Linked DNA regions of Mus musculus: regions 1, 2 and 4 are each linked to region 3. Evidence: chromatin contacts called from public HiChIP or PLAC-seq data. All regions are on one chromosome and are shown on one strand. Each heading gives the region's core, a stretch centred on a gene start, on an enhancer-like site or on the middle of the called end of the contact. The rest is flanking DNA. Distances are from core to core; before and after follow the strand shown.

What was found. HiChIP or PLAC-seq counts read pairs in DNA pulled down with a chosen protein or histone mark.
Region 1: a contact with region 3 is called in an H3K27ac HiChIP or PLAC-seq map of embryonic stem cells, with 18 read pairs. The contact joins the promoter of Pigv here to the enhancer-like site in region 3. A contact is called at or near these places in 22 of 39 promoter capture datasets (the 3T3-L1 cell line, 3T3-L1-derived adipocytes, the C10 cell line and 15 more), 7 of 15 datasets of contacts at CTCF or cohesin (CD8 T cells, the NIH/3T3 cell line, embryonic stem cells and 2 more), 122 of 484 Hi-C or Micro-C datasets (the AML12 cell line, the AtT-20 cell line, B cells and 73 more), 48 of 115 datasets of contacts at active chromatin or transcription factors (the 230-238 cell line, CD8 T cells, the HPC-7 cell line and 30 more) and 3 of 9 other capture datasets (adipose tissue, liver and pancreatic islet).
Region 2: a contact with region 3 is called in an HNF4G HiChIP or PLAC-seq map of pancreatic cancer cells. The contact joins the promoter of Dhdds here to the enhancer-like site in region 3. A contact is called at or near these places in 3 of 115 datasets of contacts at active chromatin or transcription factors (bone marrow-derived macrophages, embryonic stem cells and pancreatic cancer cells) and 3 of 9 other capture datasets (adipose tissue, liver and pancreatic islet).
Region 4: a contact with region 3 is called in an H3K27ac HiChIP or PLAC-seq map of embryonic stem cells, with 33 read pairs. The contact joins the promoter of Sfn here to the enhancer-like site in region 3. A contact is called at or near these places in 7 of 39 promoter capture datasets (the 3T3-L1 cell line, the C10 cell line, embryonic stem cells and 3 more), 9 of 15 datasets of contacts at CTCF or cohesin (the NIH/3T3 cell line, embryonic stem cells, large pre-B cells and 3 more), 155 of 484 Hi-C or Micro-C datasets (the 63-12 cell line, the AML12 cell line, B cells and 90 more), 38 of 115 datasets of contacts at active chromatin or transcription factors (the 230-238 cell line, CD8 T cells, the HPC-7 cell line and 24 more) and 5 of 9 other capture datasets (adipose tissue, embryonic stem cells, liver and 2 more).

Annotation. Positions count from the first base shown.
Region 1 is chr4:133,671,359-133,674,058 of GRCm38.p6, forward strand. Pigv (phosphatidylinositol glycan anchor biosynthesis, class V) reads right to left here and starts at 1,289. Exons shown (of 4, transcript NM_178698.5): 1 at 961-1,289.
Region 2 is chr4:133,999,582-134,002,281 of GRCm38.p6, forward strand. Dhdds (dehydrodolichyl diphosphate synthase) reads right to left here and starts at 1,301. Exons shown (of 9, transcript NM_001362959.1): 1 at 1,144-1,301; 2 at 688-812. The coding sequence starts at 750.
Region 3 is chr4:133,840,006-133,842,705 of GRCm38.p6, forward strand. No RefSeq gene overlaps it. Among named protein-coding and RNA genes, the nearest start is that of Gm12974, 25 kb to the left of the region's middle. Within about 2 kb of position 1,281, at least 180 of the 459 cell types and tissues checked have an H3K27ac peak or open chromatin away from gene starts, as enhancers often do. A contact at or near this core is called in the 230-238 cell line, the 63-12 cell line, the AtT-20 cell line and 47 more, where this site is marked.
Region 4 is chr4:133,600,828-133,603,527 of GRCm38.p6, forward strand. It overlaps Sfn (stratifin), which reads right to left and starts at 1,341. Exons shown (of 1, transcript NM_018754.2): 1 at 1-1,341. The coding sequence starts at 942. The coding sequence ends at 196.

The sequences.
Region 1 (2,700 bases), core at 39-2,538, 170 kb before region 3:
GAGAAAAGGAGGCCCCCTCACCTCCCAACTCCATGTCGGTTTATTTAGGACAATTCAGTTTAAAGTTAAGCCGCAGGAAACAGCATTTTCTGACTACCCACGATATCTCCAACACTGGATTCACTAAACCCAAATAAATGACAGAAACATGGACACCCAACTCAAACTCAATCAATCTCTCCCTCCCTCCCTCTCTTTTCCCTGGCCTCCAATCCGCACGCACAAAGGAGGCAGAGAGAGGAAAAGTACTGAATCCACCTCTGCATCTTGATTCTCAGTCCTTCCCTCTTTCAAACTCTGGCATCAGTGGCCACAGGAGATGCAACCCACACTCAAGTTAAACAAAGTAAAATCAAGACAGTCAATTATCTCTCTAGCTATTTTGCCAACACCCCTTTGAAAGAAGCCCCTTGCCAAATCAGACTCTTAACTGGCCGGATGCTTAGAACCAACCAGTTTCATTTTTCTTTAATTTACCCGTGAAATAGGCTCCAGAGATCTCATTAGACACCAGTAAGACTGTGTAATTACCATCGCCATTTTATGGATGTGAAAACTGAGGCTCACTGGAGCCAAGTGACACGCCCACCACTTAAAGCTCCTCACGCACTGCTTTCTAAAACCTATGTCCACAGTCAGGAGAGCTTTTTGCCATAAACAAAGGGTATGCATTCCTTGTCCAGCCAGGACATCCAAGGCTTAGCCCAGAACTTTCTCCAACTGTAGCACATGTTGTTGCTGGAAGCTTATGGTGATGGGCCCTAACTGGGAAAGATCTGTTGAACTGGAGTCCTGGATTTTCTGCGGAAGGCTAATACTCTCAAATGGGTGCTGCGTTATGACCCAGAGGCAACGTGGAGCGAGCCGCCTCCTTCTGCTAAGCCCTGCCATACTGGGAGCCCGTTCCAGCCTGCTCTTTTCGGACACAGTTCCTACCCAGGACGGGACAGTGACCCTCACCCCAAGGGAGCCACGGCCCAGGGCTTCGTCCCGGGGGAATCGCGGGGCCGGGCCAGGCAACGGGGCCGGAAGCAGACGAGGGCCGGAGGCTGCAAAGGAAGAGGCGGCGCCGGAGGCTGCTATGGCGGAGGGGCGGGGCTCCTCGCTTCTCTACAGCCTCCGCCTAATTTCTCTCGGCCTGCGTTTGACAGCTTCCCTCCCCGGAGGACTCCAGAGTTGCAGAGCTGGCGCCGGATCCTCCGCGCCCGCGCGTCCAGACCACCCCCGCGGAGCTCCAACTTCAGCGCCTCCATCCGGGTCCCGTCCGTGCCGCGCCTGCGCGCCGGCTCGGCCGACGGCGGCCCCGCCCCGCTCCTGCCCGGACTCGGAGCGCCCCGCCCCCCTCCTCGGCGGCCATGTTGACCCCAGCTAGGGCGGGGGCCGAGGCGGCGGCGGTGAGTCGCACCTTCCCGGCGTGGTGACACCTGAGGAGTAGGCCTCTTGACTCGCCAGCAGTTTGTGCGCGGGCGCTGCGCTCCCGGGTCGGGGCTCTCACCCCAGTCCCCTGCCGTGAGCAGCCTCTGACTTCCCGGTGTGAGCCGAGGCTGGACCCGGGCGCTGCCCCAGAGCCACGCGTTCTCTCGGTGTTCCGCCACCCCAGCTCAGCACAGGACCTGGCACACGATAGACAATATGAATAGGCAAAAGAAAGCCTTCTTGGGGTTTTTGTGGCAAGCAGCGGTACCCTGCAACTGGATGAGAAGAAAGTAGGGGAATTCCCCCTGCCTTTCCCCTCCTGGCAATGAAGGACCTCTGCCCTGCGACAGTCCTCTGTCCCACCTCAGATGACTGTATGGGACGAGGAAGGAAACCTCAGAGAACACCCCCGAGGATTCTCCCTCAAGCAGTTTCTGTCGCAGGAACTGGCGCCAAAAAAAAGAAAAAGAAAAAAAAAAAAAAAAAAAAAAAGGAAGCTAATTGAACAAAACCGCCTGTTGGGGAGGAGCGGCCAGTTGGTACCCCTGTAACTAACGGAAACTGTTAGAACAACTTTGCACCCGCCTTAGAGGAAACAGATAGTAAATCCTTCTCCGTTGGTAGATTTCTCGTTTCTCAGGATTCCAAAGCCTTGTGTGGTTTCAGTTATCTGTCCTCTCAAACGTAGCTTGGGTCTAGGTTAACCTCTGGCCACAGCCCTGGCTGAGGGAGGGGTTTATCTTCTGCAACAGCCACAAATGTGGGTGGGAACAAAGAGATGGGTCTCTATCTCTCCAAGCAAAAAAAAAAAACAAAAAAAACAAAAAAAACTAGCCTTCATCAGTTCGGTGGGGGCCAGAAGCTGTGTCTGTCTATCATCTCAGGCCCTGGGATGTCAACTGCCCCTTGGATGTTTGCGTGTAAGGTGGATAATGTATAATTTAATGACTGGTAAAGAGAAAACAGGAGTTTCCAAAGTCATTTTTCCTCCCCCCCCCGCCCCCCGAAAGCATTTGTTGCCAGTCCTGTGAGTGAAATGTCAGTGCCTCTCTAGGCACACTTGTGACTAGGGCCCGAGGTTGTGACTTGACTTTCTTACAGTCTTCGCAGCACCCTGACCTTAAAGAAACCATCCTTGCTTCGTGAATTCACAGGGGAAAATGGCATGCAAGCTCGAGGTTCTGTCTGTCCAATAAAGAATCCCTGCAGAATCTGCTTGTAAAAAAGGCAGGGGTCCTTTTGTGAGAAGTGAGAGTGTTTGTTGAAACACCCTTCCTTAGGAGG
Region 2 (2,700 bases), core at 51-2,550, 160 kb after region 3:
TTCCTCACGGATGTCTGTCTCTAGAGCAGATGGTTAAAGTTTTAACCATCAAAGAACCATTAACTCAGAAGACACTGCAAGGAGAAACCGATGGAAACGCTGGGGCAGTGGTTCTCAGCTGTCCTTATGCTGTGAGCCTGGGATATAGCGCCTCAGGTGCTGACTTCAACCATGAGAGTATTTGCACTGCTACTTTATAACTGCCATTCTGGTACTATCGGAAATCGTAATGTCAGATACCTGATATCCGACCCTGTGAAAGGGTTGTTCAACCTCTGAAGGGGTTGGGACCCACAGGTTGAGAACTACAACTCTAGTGAGACAAATTTCTGTTCCCTCCCATTCAGAGTCACAGTCTCTCTTCCTTTTTCAAACTCAGAGTCTTGTGAATACCAAGAAAGCACCTGACCAGTGAGCTCTTTTGACACTCTCAACGGCACAATTCAGTTTTCCAGAAGGAAAATCTAACAGTCTATGTGATCTAATGATATTAAGAGACCCTGATTGGCCTTAAAAAAAAAAAAAAGTCACACAGTACAATAAATACTAGAAATGCAGCCCTTCAAACTACATTATAATTTCAAGATTCTCTCTTTACTAAATTCTACTTCATTGGGATTGCTACAATTTAATAATGAACTACTCAACTATCCAAAAGGTCAACTTTTCCCCCGGGGTACTGCTCACCTTTATGATGTTAGCACAGAACCGTTCCCACAGTGACAGCTCTCCTTCTTTGATCCATGACATAGTTCTTGCTATGTCAGAAATCACACAAGAACAACAACAACAACAAAAAACAGCCAGATAACCTTGAATAAATGAAAAGAGAGAGAAGTCATCCTTGCTTGCAATAAAACTGACTAAAGAGACTCTGCTGGACTGTGGCAGGCAACACGCGTCTGAATCCAGAGACTGTTCTAATCCGCTCAGGCCTCTACAAGCCAACGGGAGACCTTTGGAGCAAGGTAGTTCCCACTTTCTTATCCTTACGTGCACTGATTTCTTCCAAATATCCTGCCACATCATGGTACCTACATCTTGCTTGGTCAATCCCCACAACTTCCTTCTCTATTGCCCCGCAAACCATTGCTCACTCTAAGCTAACCAATCACTACCCTCCTTGGATGCCGCATCTGTTACCTCAATGGTCACTCTCCCGGCTGGACTTTAGTGTTTCCCGCAGCTAACTCCACATCCAGCTTCCCCTCCTCTGGGTCTCTGTGTTTACTCCCCACCTAGGACGCAGGAGAAGGCGCTTTTCCACCACTCCCGGGCGACTTACGACTTGGCGCTGAAAGAACACGTCACCTCTACGTGATTGGCTCCGCCTCCTCCGTCCGTGGTGGGCGGGGCCGCCCCTGCGTACTCGGGGGCGGAGCGGTGCGAGTTCTTGCGAGTTGGCTATTGGTGGCCGCTCTCGCGGGGCGTGGAAACAGCGCCTGGGAGGCCGAGGTCACGTGAGCCGATACTCCTACCTCTTGGGTCTCCTATTGCAAGCCCTGCACGTTAGGCGAGTTGAGCCTGAGGGATCGAGATGTGTTCGGCCCACGCATTTGCGTGGTCTCAGGTGTTGTGGCAGTTTGTTAGGGAGAGAGGATGCGGTTGCTCCACCTCAAAATTGAGTTTCTCTATGGATGATCGCAGTGCTTATATTATGGGAGACACGGTAATGTCGTATTTTGACAGTCCTCCTACCTCAGTCTCCCCAACTGCTGGGGATATGGACGTAAACCATGGAAGTGAACTGCGTTTATTTAAAAATTTGTCTTGGGCTGGAGAGGTGGCTCAGAGTTTAAGAGTACCGACTGCTCTTCCAGAGGTCCTGAGTTCAATTCCCAGCAACTACATGGTGGCTCACAACCATCTGTAATGGGATCTGATGCCCTCTTCCGATGTGTCTTAAGACAGCGACAGTGTACTCACATACATAAAATTAATCTTTAAAAAAACAAAATTGTCTTAAAAGTGTTCTTTTAGCCGAAACTGATGGCACGTCGTCACTGAACTCAGCACTCAAGGCTGAGGCCATTTGAATTAGTTAATGTCTTTTCTGCTACGTAGTAAATTTAGTCACCCTGATCTAGGGGATACTGTCTCCTCAAAAAATTCTGACGTGTTTTTTTACTTGTCGCCTTTTAATGCTGCTAACGCATCAGAAGGGTTTCTTGCGCTGGTCACTTTTGGGGAGCGATGCAAAGCAACTTTATAATTTGCAGATTCCGAAGACCCACGTTAATGAACTTAGGAGGACAAGTCAGAAAGAGCTTTACTCTTAGGACTTCCAAAACCACAATCCGTAGCATTTGGGAATAGAGCCCTAGTGGTAGAGTTCTTGCCTAGCAGGCTAGAAGCCCTGGGTTCAGTTTCCAGCCCAGTATAAAAAAGCATGGTGGCAGCGAATGCAGGGCAATCAGCAGTTTAGGTCACCTAGGGCGTTTGAGGCTAGCGTGGCCTACACAGGAAAACTCAACCTCAAAACTAAACAAAAATAGAAACAATCTTAAACATACAACAAAACACCATAAGCCACTTGTGGAGAGCTTTGGGGGTCAAGCAAGAACTCAAAAGCATTAGCTGTATAGCTAGTCTGAAGGACTTTTAGATACCTAACAGAACAAACTTGGGCCTGGACTGGGCTTCGGGAAACTTGCCTCCTCAAAAGTATTATCATCATCATCCATTGTCTTGCCTCTTGAT
Region 3 (2,700 bases), core at 31-2,530:
TTCCAGTACTCAGGAGAAGGAGGCAAGAGAATTGTGAGTTCGAGGCCAGGCTGACCTACATAACAGATCCAAGGTCAGCATGGGCTATGGTAGTATATTTCAGACCTGAAAATGGAAGAAAACTCATCAGGCATAGATGTCCTGTGATGTGATGACCTTGCAGAGGTAGGTGGATCTCTGTGAGTTCAAGGCAAGCCTGATCTACAAGGAAATTATAATCTGGCTGGCCTCAAAGTCATGGAGATCCCCCTGCCTCTGTCTCCTGGGTGCTGGGATTCAAGTTGTATGCCATGGCTCCTGGCAGACATTCTTCTTTGTTTGGTAATTTGTTTGTGTTGTTTAGAAACAGGATCTCAAATTACCTAGCCAAGGACAGCCTGGAACTCCTGACCCTCCTGCCTCTACCTCCCAAATTAGGATGATAACCCATAGCCTGGGTTAGGAAGTCTCTGTGCTGTGTTCCCGTTTCTTCTGCTCATGGTCACTACCAGAGCCTTGACCCAACTCTCATTCAACTATTTCCCCAGTGGGGATTGAACCTAGGTCCTTACCTATGCTAAGCAAGTACCATACCCCTAAGCTATGTCCTCAGGCCTATCTTTGCTTTTTAGTTTAAGATAGTCACAGTAAATTGCTCTAGATAACATTGAATTTGGATCCTCCTGTCTCAGCCTCCCAGGAAGCTGGAATTCCAGTCCTGACCCACAGAGGACGCTCTGCAGCTACCTGTAAGATCTGAGGTTTAGAGGCCAGAAGACTGCGTAAGAACCCCAACTCTCCGGGCGTGGTGGCGGATGCCTTTAATCCCAGCACTCGGGAGGCAGAGGCAGGTGGATTTCTGACTTCGAGGCCAACCTGGTCTACAAAGTGAGTTCCAGGGCAGCCAGGGCTATACAGAGAAACCCTGTCTCAAAAAAACAAACAAAAACAAAACAAAACAAAACAAAACAAAACAAAACACAACCCCCACTCAAGTTTTACAGTTAGTCTCTACTTGAATGCCCCTCCCTCAGAAGCCCCTGCAGAGGCCCTGTAGTTAATGCTCCATAGCAACAGTCAGAGTGACTGGACCCAGCTAAATCCAGCCCCAGGGAGCGTTTCCTGCCAGGGGAGAGTGGCCACAGGCCCTTCCCAGATACAAGTTTCAGGCTCAGGTCAGACCCGTGTGTAATCTGCCTCTTGATTTCTCAACTCCGCCCACAGCCTCGGGGGCAGGTGTGGAGCCACAGCAGAGAAGCGGCAGAGGAAGTGACTTATAAAAAGCAGTCTCAGGTTGAGTCACACAGAGGAGCTAGAGCTCGGAGAGCGGTTTGGGGGCAGGAAGGGGGGAGCGAAGGCCTTGTGAAAGACTTTACCGAGGCCCCCTCCTCTCCAGGTTTTACAAATGGCTTTAGTTTTGTTTCCCCAAAAAGAGAATGAGGAGAGGTCCTGACCTAGGAGGCTGGAGCCTGTGATCTGGGAGGGAGGGAGGGGCCCGTGGCTATGTGTTAGCCTGAGCTACTTCTCTGCCATCTTTGTGTCACCTGTATAAAACTCAAACCAAACCCCCAAAACAACAACAGCACCACAAACCAAGGGCCACTCTGAATTCATGTTTAAAGATACGAACTCTCAGAGAGTTGGTGGCTTTTCAAGACAGGGTTTCTTTGTGTAACACAACACTGGCTGTCCTGGATTAGCTTTTTAGACCCTGTGGCCTGGAACTCACAGAGATCTGCTTGCCTCTGCCTCCCCAGCACGCCTGCTCCTCCCACCCCACACCCTCCCACCCCCACATTTCCTACTCCTTTCACCCCACCCCACCCCCACCCCACCATTGCCCACCCCCGGCAGTGGCATACACCCTTAATCTCAGTACTTGGAAGTTACAGGCAGATGGATCTCAGAGTTCAAGGCCAGAGAGAGTTCCAGGATAGTCAGAACTCAGAACTATATAGTGAAACCCTGTCTGGAAAAACAAAACAAAACAAACAAGAAAAGTGTCGGTAGACGGCAAGGCAAAGAGGTTGAGTATTTACCAAGGTCTGCTGACCGGTACCCGGAGCTGAACATTAAACCACGACTGCCCATCTTTCTTTCTTTCTTCTTCTTTTTTTTTTTTTTTTAGATTTATTTATTATTATACATAAGTACACTGTAGCTGTCTTCAGACACACCAGAAGAGGGCATCAGATCTCATTACAGGTGGTTGTGAGCCACCATTTGGTTGCTGGGATTTGAACTCAGGAGCAGTCAGTGCTCTTATCTGCTGAGCCATTTCACCATCCCCTGCCCATATTTCTTTCTTTCTTTTGTTTTTCTTTTTTTGTGTGTGTGTGTGTGTGTGTGTGTGTGTGTGTGTGCTCTTAACCGCTGAGCCATCTCACCAGCCCCACTTTTTTTTTTTTTTTTTTTTTTTTTTTTGAGACAGGGTTTCTCTGTATAGCTCTGGCTGTCCTGGAACTCACTTTGTAGACCAGGCTGTCCTGGAACTCAGAAATCTGCCTGCCTCTGCCTCCCGAGTGCTGGGATTAAAGGTGTGCGCCACCACGCCCTGCCTCTTTTGGGTTTTTTTTTTTTTCTTTCTTTGTTTGCTTGTTTGTTTTTCGAGACAGGGTTTCTCTGTGTAGCCCTGGCTGTCCTGGAACTCACTCTGTAGACCAGGCTGGCCTCAAACTCAGAAATCCGTCTGTGTCTGCCTCCCGAGTGCTGGGATTAAAG
Region 4 (2,700 bases), core at 91-2,590, 240 kb before region 3:
CCCACCAGACAGCTACACGAAGAGTGAGATTCCCTGCCCTGGTGGCTTCAGCTTGGCTGCGCCCCCTTCAAAGGAGCCTTCCAAGGTGTGGCTGAACATTCAGGGTTTGGGAAGGGCAGAGTCCCACTCCGTTTTAGTCCTCTCTGCAGGCTGGGGACTGGAGGGCAAGGCGAGCCGGGGTGGTTGTCGGCTGCTTCAGCTCTGGGGCTCCTCCGGAGCCTCACCACCCTCTTCCCCAGCACTGTCGGCTGTCCACAGCGTCAGGTTGTCTCTCAGGAGCTGCATGATGAGGGTGCTGTCCTTGTAGGAGTCCTCACTGAGGGTGTGCAGGTCGGCCATGGCCTCGTCGAAGGTGGTCTTGGCCAGCGAGATGGCCTCCTCGGGGCTGTTGGCTATCTCGTAGTGGAAGACTGAAAAGTTCAGGGCCAGGCCCAGGCGGATGGGGTTGGTAGGCGGCATCTCCTTCTTGCTGATGTCCATGGCCTCCTGGTAGGCTGACCGGGCAGAATCGATGATGCGCTTCTTGTCATCGCCAGTGGCCACCTCGGCTAGGTAGCGGTAGTAGTCACCCTTCATCTTCAGGTAGAAGACGCGGCTCTCTGCATCTCCAGCCCCTTTGATGAGGTGCGAGTCCAGCAGGCCGAGTACGGTGTCGCACACACCTCTGAGCTCGGTCTCTACCTTCTCCCGGTACTCTTTCACCTCGGGGCCCTTCTCTTCTGACCCCTCCTCGTTGCTCTTCTGCTCGATGCTGGACAGGACCCTCCAGGCCGCTCTCTGGCCGCCCACCACGTTCTTGTAAGCTACGGAAAGCAGGTTTCGCTCCTCGCAGGAGAGCTCCTCGCCCTTTTCCACGGCGCTCTTCATGAAAGCTGCCATGTCTTCATACCGTTCGGCCTGTTCAGCCAACTTGGCCTTCTGGATCAGACTGGCTCTCTCCATGACTGCGAGGATGGACAGACAGACGGGCGAACTGGCTGTCTCGAGAGTAACGCTGGGTTCTGCGGCTCCCTTGCTCTGGCTCTGCCTTTTGGCTGGGGTGGCATGGCCCTGAGAAGAGTTGGGCGTGGTCTGAGCGGGCCTGGGCCCTGCCTCCTCCTAGTCTTCGCCACACCCTTTCCGGCTCTACCTTTAAGGTAAAAGGGCTGGGACGGGAGGGGGCTGTGAGTCACCAGGACAGTCAGCAGGAGAAACCTGGCCGCAGGTCCCACCTGCAAAGGCACCTTTCGGCTCCAGACTGCCCCCTGCAGTTCAGGGCTGGCTGCATTGCAGGAGCGTCTTGGATTACCAAATCAGATTGTCTTTCAGGGTGATCTTCCAGGCTTCAGCCACCGAGCTGCTTTAGCCCAGGCAGAGCCCAGGGAGCTGGGACAGTTCAGGTGAGAACTCATGTATAGGTAGGGCTGTACAGTTTCCCCCAAACTTGCGCATCCATGATCTGATGCAACTACCCCCAACCCCCGAATTGGCTCTGTAGGACTGTAGAGGTAGAACTATCAAGTCTCAGGGGTGAACCAAACCAGTTTGAGGTCACAAGCTGCCAGCTCCCTTAAACCCCTCCCCCTCCGTGTCCCCTCTTCCTCTTGGCTCTCTTTGGGGGCCATTAGCTGAGCCGGCCTGAAGATAGCTCCATCCCTTGGTCCTTGTTCTCCCTCAAGATGCCCTATGAACACCCCAGATGCGCAGGTGGCATCTCAGGGTGCCACTTAATGAAGTGTTTAACGAGCGGCCTCTGACGCTCCAGCCCAGCCTTTGTAATTAGTCACCCAATATGTTTGTTGGACACCTTCCCCCTTACAGCACAATTTTCCCTTTCAAGTTGGTGGCCTGTTGACACTTGTCTGAGACTTTACTCTCTGGTTCTCCACATCGGGTCACCCGTCCCTTCCAAGCTGCCTGTCGTCATGTATCGGCAGGGTTCCCAGAGGGTGGGGGCCTAACTCTTTGACTGTCCCACTCCCCTGCCTGACTCAGATTACCTCTGTCAGAGGCTGGGAAGCAGGCCACCTGGGTGCTCAGTCCAGTTTGGTCCCCCAGGGGGGACGCTATCAACCTGGGGAGGAAGACAGGGCTGAGGGAAAGGAGCTGGGAATGGCACATTCCATTTTGTTTTATGGCGCAGTGTGTGATTCCAGCCCAGTATGATCCCTCACTTGGCTCCCAGAGGTTCTCAAGTCCCTTCAAGACTCTGCCTCTGACCCCTGAGAGAAGTCTCCTTGGAGATGGAGATCACTTTGTTCCCAATCTTCCATCCCTGATTGGTTGGGCCCTATTTTCAAGGCCCATGATAAGAATGGGCACTGAGGGTGTGTTCCTGCTTATGTGCCCCACCACATTCTTCAAGTTTAGATGGGACTCCGTGGTTCCTTCTAAAGAAGTTTCTTCCTAGGACCCAGCCAGTCTAACCCTTGAAGCAGGACTATTGCACAACCTTGCCTGTCTCCTCACAGTGTCTGAGCACTCGCCTTGCCTCCGGGAGAGGTGTTGTAGGCCAGAACCCTGAACAGGCTGGAATGTGCTTGGGCCACGGAGTAGGGGCTCTTGAGAGACTTCAGGGTCCTGGCTAATTTTACAGGTTCTCCCAGGAAGCAGATGGGATTTCTGTCCTGAGATCTTGCGTGCTTTGCCTAACTCATGGCACAGGCACAGAACTACAGTAAAACATCAAGTTAGGGAAGACCACGGTAGTGTACGGCTAGA